2 separate regions of the Capra hircus genome follow, and region 2 is linked to region 1. A link is a contact called in public Hi-C data. All regions are on one chromosome and are shown on one strand. The core of a region is the stretch at or near the end of the contact, and the rest is flanking DNA. Distances in the headings are between cores, read along the strand shown. Region 1 holds the start of LOC102173969 (CMRF35-like molecule 8). Region 2 has its middle 19 kb from the start of GPR142.

Evidence for each region. A called contact is a pair of places that touch in the nucleus more often than the background predicts.
Region 2: a contact with region 1 is called in a Hi-C map of liver, with 5 times the contacts expected there. The contact joins the enhancer-like site here to the promoter of LOC102173969 in region 1. A contact is called at or near these places in 3 of 5 Hi-C or Micro-C datasets (blood and liver).

The regions. Positions count from the first base shown.
Region 1 is chr19:56,166,456-56,170,027 of ARS1.2, reverse strand. It overlaps LOC102173969 (CMRF35-like molecule 8), which reads left to right and starts at 1,655. Exons shown (of 7, transcript XM_013972661.2): 1 at 1,655-1,955. The coding sequence starts at 1,895.
Region 2 is chr19:56,240,214-56,243,785 of ARS1.2, reverse strand. No RefSeq gene overlaps it. Among named protein-coding and RNA genes, the nearest start is that of GPR142, 19 kb to the left of the region's middle. Within about 2 kb of position 1,970, at least 4 of the 5 cell types and tissues checked have an H3K27ac peak or open chromatin away from gene starts, as enhancers often do.

The DNA of each region.
Region 1 (3,572 bases), core at 406-2,905:
AGAGCTCAACGGGCGGCTGCAGGTCTGCCCATGAACCCCCTACCCATCACCACCACATCATCCCTGCCCACTGGCCTCCAAGCACTGGCGTCCACACTGGGAATAAGATCCAAGAGCCTGGGAAGAGACCACCAGAGCCTGTGATGAGGGGCTCTCTGGTTGCAAGACCCCCCGCTCTGAGGAGGGTGTTCAGGCCTGCAGCTGGCGGGTTCCATTTTCCCCTACATCTCACGCACTGATGGTCTGTGAAGGCCAGTGGGGAAAGTACTTCTTTCTTAATTTTCTGACATCATGGGGTAATTTTGCATCAATCTGTTTCTTTCTTAGGGTTTGTGGGCAGGTTAGGGTGAACAGGATGTGGGTGGTGCGGATCAATTGCCCTGGCCTTTCTTCTTTGCTGGCAGGAGGAGAAGAGGACGACAGAGGATGAGATGATTGGATGGCATCACTGACTCAGTGGACATGAGTTTGGGCAAGCTCCGGGAGTTGGTGATGCAGAGAAGCCTGGCGTGCTGCAGTCCACGAGGTCGCAAAGAGTCAGACGTGACTGAGCACCTGGACTGAACTTCCTCTTTGCTATAGTTTAAGTGTTTAGGTTTCTAAGGACAGGTGCGTCTGGCAGACTATTTGTAAAGCATATGTCTTCCTATCAAACCCTATTTTCTGGGACACCCCTGGTTCTCCAGTGGTGAAGACACCGTGCTTCCACTGCAGGAGACTTGGGTTTGAACCTTAGGGAACAAAGATCCCACATGTGCATGGCAGGGGCCAAAATAAATTTTTAAAAATCCTATTTTCCTATTGCCTTTCATTAGAGGAAAGAAATATTTCCTTGGGGAAGAAACTGACTTGAGGACACTATTATCTCATCTTCAAGGGTTTGCGTAATTATGATACTATTCTATCCCCCCCGATTAGCTGTTGTCACTGGCATTTTATGGAGCTTCGGGCTTGGGTCAAGGTCACACCAGTGGCCCAAAGGGTGGCTGTGTATGAGCCACCAGCCGGTGCCTCCCTGCTCTTGACCTTGGCATTCAAGACCTCGACTTTTGGTGGTTGAAAAATATACGTTTCTGGAAATGTTATAGGCAGAACAGGAAGGGAAGGGCATTCAGGGGACTCCGGATGGGGGCATTTAGAGTTAACTCTCTGCAAGCTCTCAGGTGGCACATTAGGACTGGTTTCCGATGCTCGTGAGGCTGTTCTGTGCAACCTAGGGGCACGTGTCACAAGGCACATGTGTGTGTGTATTTGGAGTCTGAGCTCCACGTGGATTGGGGAAGGAGGGGTCCACACAGGCTTGCTGAGTCCCGCTCTGTGCTCAGCCCTGAGCTGGGTTCGGTGGGGGCTGCCTGGGAAAGAAGGTCACCGCCCGAGGACCTTCAGGCCAAGTGGAAGACAGGTTTCCAACTCAGGGACTCTGGGGTCATGGTGCCACCTTGGGGGTGCAGGCCTTGAGCCGGGGAGCTCGTGGAAGGGCTGCTCCCTGGGGCGGTCACAGTGTGGGACACACCCAGGGCCCTTGCTCCTCCCCGGGGCTCTCACCCCGACCACAGGGAAACCAAGGAGCTACTGGCTGGGCTAGACGGGAACGTCAGCCTGTGGTTTGGGGGTGGGAGGGAAGGGGAGGTGAGCTAGGGGCTTGGGAGGGCTCCTCACCGGAAGTACCTACAGAACGTGGCCAGGGGGTCTCGAGCACCGCCAGTAGGTTTGCTCCTCTGCCATCTTCTCACCAGCTCCAGGAACAAAACCGAAAAGAAGCCAAACAAGGAAGCAACAAGGCTTGAAGAAAAGCAGAAGTGGGAGCCTGCAGGCCTGACCCCTCCTGGAAGGGGACTGAGACCTCAGGACCGGCTGGCCTGGAGCTGTTGCAGGCGACGTCTGTGCTGGAGCGATGGCCCAGCTGCACCGAGCTACGTGGCTGCCCCCGGCTCTGCTGCTTCTCTGGGTCCCAGGTGGGGGCTGCCAGGGGAGGGGGGTGAGGGGAAGGGTGGAGGGTGGGGATGGAAGGGGGGAGGGTGACTCAGACTGGGGCACGGTCTGCCCACTGCTTAAGATGGACCCCATCCTCGGAAGGCAGGGGTGAGTGTCCATCTCCGATTCTGCATCCGTCTGGCCTTGCAGGAGCCACAGTGGGACACGGAGGAGGGGCTTTGCTGAAGGTTTGGGGATGAATTATTAGAGGAAGGAGGGCAAAAGGCAGGGAGTACCAGAGTGGGTGGCAGGGTGACCGCTGGGCACACCCAGGACGTGCTCATTGACAGGAGGTACCCTCTGGGTCACGGGTCCAGGGGGTGGAGGAAGCGTGGGGACCAGGCTGGGGCCAGCCCTGGTCTCAGGGTCACGGAGGTGAATGAACAGCCAGGGTGGCTCGAGGGGCCGGGACCTCAGGGGGCTGGTGGTCTCCAAGGAAGGGAGATGGAGATTCCCATCCCATCCGGGAAGGCGAGGGGGAGGAAGCAGGGAGGGGGGAGGGCAGAGCAGCTTCAGGGAAGGGAGGAGGAGGCTTGCTCCCTGGAGGAGAGGGCTTCCTTGTGTGATTTCTCTCCTGGGCCTCCAGGGGTGTTCACGGCTCTCGGACACCTCCTGCAGTCTTTCGAGTTTCATCCTTGTGTGTTTTGTCACTCAGTCGTGCCTGACTCTTTGGATCCTGAGGACTGTAGCCCACCAGGCTCCTCTGTCCGTGGGGAATCTCCAGACAAGAATACTGGAGTCAGTCATTGCCATTTCCTCCTCCAGGGGATCCCATCTTTCCAACCGAGGGACTGAACCCCTGTCCGCTGCGTCTCCTGCTTTGCAGGCAGGTTCATTACCACTGAGAAACTGGCCACCTGCTCATGACTCATTTTCCACTGTCCCTCTACGGGGTTCTTGTGTGTTCGCAGGATCTGCCTGGGTGGAGGTTTCGTTGTTTCTCTGGTTTCCTCTCTTGCTGGTCACGGGGTCATCCCACGATGCCCAGGGCTGAGGAGGCAGTGGTTGTGCCTACCTGGCCCTTGACTGGCCAGGTGAGCCGTGTTTCCATTTAGTGTAAAGGGGGCACTGCCTGTGTTTTTAAAAACAGCAGCATCAGGAGTCAGGCGCTTTTTCATGATCTATTGAGATGATTGTTTACTGTCTGAGCCTCCAGGGAATGTGGGAGACCTGGGTTCGATCCCTAGGTTGGGAAGATCCACTGCAGGAGGGCATGGCAACCCACTCCAGTATTTTTGCCTGAAGAATCTCACGGACAGAGGAGCCTGGGGTCCTACAGTCCACGGGGTCGCAGAGAGGCGGACACGACCAAGCGGCTGAGCACATACAGCGCAGCACCGAGACGGTCACACCTTGTCTTGCGCTTTGCTTTGTGGAGTTTCACAGACATTGCCTTTTTCCAGTTGAATGTCTGTGGTAACCCTACTTTGAGCAAGTCTGTTGGCTCCATTTTTCCAACAGCATTTCCTCCCCTCATGTCTCTGTCCCATTTTGGTAATTCCTGCAAAATTTCAGACTCTCCACCAGAAAAAGATCACAACTCACTGAAGGCTCAGATGATGCATAGAATTTTTTAGCAATAGAGTATAATATTTTTA
Region 2 (3,572 bases), core at 721-3,220, 73 kb before region 1:
GAGGACATGGTTGGTCCACTTCCCACGGTCACTCCTGGCCTCTGACCCCAGGTCCCATACCCCTGGCCGGGCATGAGGGACTGGCTGGAGCCTCCCACCCCTCCAGCTGAGCCTGGGCAAGGGCTCCTCCAGGCTTGGGCACCCCTCCCACCCGCTTGCCGGCCTGACTCCGCCCTACCGCCCCAACTCTCTCCATGGATGCTGGAAGTGAAAGAGTTAACAAGGTCTGTGGCGTTTCCCTCCCAGACTCCTCCTAGATGTATATTTAGCAGACAGGGCAAAGCCAGGGAGAGGAATGCCCAGCTGCCCTGGCACTGGAGCCCCTGATGGCCACACCACTCCCAGGAGGGTGGGGGCGGCTCTAAATGGAAGGCTGTGGCCTCAGGGGTTCTTGGAGGCCCCTGTGGAGAAGGGCAGGGCGTTGCTCCTTTTCCAGAGAGAAGGATCGAGTGACTGGGTCTCCCAGGGCTGGAGGAGGCAGGATTGTGGGAAAGGGGCTGGCATCAGAGGGCTCACTGTCAAGGGGCGTTGGGGCACAGCTGGCTGGGAGGGTTCCTTCCACCTGCTAAGCCCGATGCTGGCCTGGGCCAGGGACTGTGGGAACTGAGGGTCACAGGCCGGGTGCCCCAACCGGTTCAGGTGCCCACCTGGCTGGCTGGACGTGGCCGGAGGAGAGATGGCTGGGGAGCCGCGTGCCAGCAGTCACCGGTTCACTTCGGGACATCACGTGGGGTGGGTTAGAGCAGGAGTTCTAAGCTCTCCATCGAGAGCGCTTCCAGGGGCCTGACTTTTGAGAAGTGACTGACAGGTGGGGTGATGGCACAGTATTTTGGCTTTAATGGTGGGGAACCCACTGAGCTGGCACCAGGGCACCTGGGCTCTGGACCTTCTCTGATACCAACACACTGCATGACCTTGGAAAAGTCATTTCTGGCCCCAGGGGTCTCAGTTAGCTCATCTGTAAAATGTGGAGGTTGGACAAGACAGGACCCACGGTCAAGTCCATTGGCAAACTCCCGAGTCCTGGATGAACCTCAGTTCAGAGTAGAAGGGTGAGACACAGCCTGCTGGTTGGGAGGCATCTCACAGAATAAGCAGCAGCTTCTGAGAATCGCCCGTGGACCAGTGTGTGTTTGTGGTGTGTGTGTGTGTGTGCACGCCTCCTGGCCTTCTGAGACCTCTGACCTCTCTTAGACCTGCTGCCTCACCTCCAGGGAGCTCCTCTGTGATGAAATAGAAGTGGGCTCCCATAGAGTGAAAGTGTTAGTTCCTCAGTCATGTCCGACTCTTTGCAACCCTATGGACGGTAGCCTACCAGGCATCGCGGTCCATGGGATTTTCCAGGCAAGAATACTGGAGTGGGCTGCCATTGCCTTCTCCAGGGGATCTTCTCAACCCAGGGATCTAACCCAGGTCTCCTGCATTGCAGACAGACGCTTTACCATCTGAGCCACTAAGGAAGCCCAATACTATCTATTAATATTGTTTAAATCAGTGTATGATAATAAATATTAATATATTTAACAATATTAATAATTAATAAAATGAAAACAATAACAGAAGTAGAGCGTGGACTTCCCTGGTGGCCCAATGGGTTAAGACTGAACTTCCAGTGCAGGGGGCACAGGTTCGATCCCTGGTTGGAGAACTAAGATCCCACATGTCACATGACATGGCCAAGAATAAATAATTTTTTTTTTTTTTTTAAGTAGGGTGTCCTATGTGAGAGGTAAGAAGTGCATACCTGGTTTTCTCTGATTGGTCCTAAGCTGGAAGCCCGGATGAGAGTTAGGGCAGCTGTCAATCATTAATCAAGCCCTGCCCACGTGGGATGATTGCTACCAGGGTTACTGTTTGCTTTCTGGACCACTTGTCCGGGATAGCGGTCTGATTTCCTACAAGTCTGACTTACGGCTAGCAGGCCGGCTTCCTGGCATGGTTGCCGCTGATTGCGGGTCAGAGATCTATTTTTACAGAAGCTCTGGCCATGATCCATCTGTATATTTAGTGTCTCAACAACAACCCATGAGTATCATCCATTTTTCAGGCAAGCAAACGAGGAAGTCATAGGGCCGAAGTCATAGGGCCAGTAAATTTCAGAACCTGGACAGGAAGCCACTAGTTTCGAGCTTATATTTCTTTGCCTTTCAGTCTTCTGGAGGCAAGGATCCTGACCCCTAGCCTCCAGCCCCTGTGCCAGTACATTGAGCTTGCTCTCAGTAAATATTCATTAAAGTTAAGGCGTAGTAAAGTTGGAGGGAACCAGGTAGAAATGCAAAATGAAAGTGTGTGTGTGTGGTGGGGTGGGTAGTTCCCTGGTGGCCCAGTGGTTATGATTCTGGGCTTTCACTGCAGTGGCCCAGGTTCAATACCTCATCAGGAAAATGAGATCCCACAAGCCACCTGACATAGCCAAATAAAATAATAGAACAGAATGGGGTGCTGAGGGATCCTGGCTGGAAGGGCACCTGCAGTTAGAACCGTCAAGCATTCGACCATCTTCTCTCTTGGCATCCCACAGGCATCTCTGCACTCCGGGCTTGGAAGCCGAAACCACAGGCTGAGACATGCGGGTCTGGGCCAGCTGGGTGGGAGGGAATTCGCCTCTGGGAGACAAAAGCCATCCGCCCAGCGGCCTGTCCACCACCCTGTTCTAACTGATGCATTGGGAGGTCTGGTCCAACCTCGTTGAGTAATTAGGGCAGTCAAGAGCTGAGAAGGACACTTCCTCCCAGGAGCCGGCCTGGGGGTCTGGCCAGGTGAGGGGACGGGAGCCTCCAGCCCTGTTGAAGGCAGAATTCTCAGGCGGCCACGTGATCTCTACCCCTGTCCTCGGGAGTTACTCCGTGATTATATTATGTTACACAGTAAAGGAGAGAACCACACTGCAGGGGAGGGTGGTGACCTGAGGTCAGGTGATGGGGTGGTCAGACAACCCCCACCCCGGGGCAGGGGGAGGTCAGGTGATCTGGCTGCTAGCGTGTTCTGTATTCGCCCTGAGATTCCACGAGCCCTAGTTTGTGTATCTCTGAAGGGAGCCGTTGGCCTGAGCAATCTAACCCTGCCAACTGTGATCTGGATTCCTCTGAGGCCAGGAGAGGCTAGGAAGAAGGCCAGCTCCTCTGGGTGATGCTGGTCCAGTGGATGTAGGCGGCTGTTCAGTCCCGTGGACAGAAATAAGCAGAAGAAATCACTTCCGGATGTGGGTGCAGTGACCCTGGACCCGTGGGATTCCCACCCCACCCTCTGCAGCCTCAGTTCCTCTACGACCTCAGGTTGGAAGGGCTGCACCTAGAAGAACCAAAGAGCATGGCTGCTGACCTTTCCCAGGGCTTGGTTCTGCCTTCTCCCTGGGGCCTTACAGGAGGGTGTGGTCACAACTGATAAAGACCTGAGCGTCCAGCCAGCCCACTCAGTACACACAAAGGTTGGGCATCAGGAGCCTGAGCCAGGGCTGGGGAGGTGACTGGCCCCTCGCCACCGCCACCCACGGGCCTTCTGACACCATGTGGACGAAATTCACTGCAAGAGAAAGGAAGTGGGCAGGGCCTGCACAGTGCCGCTAGAAGTTT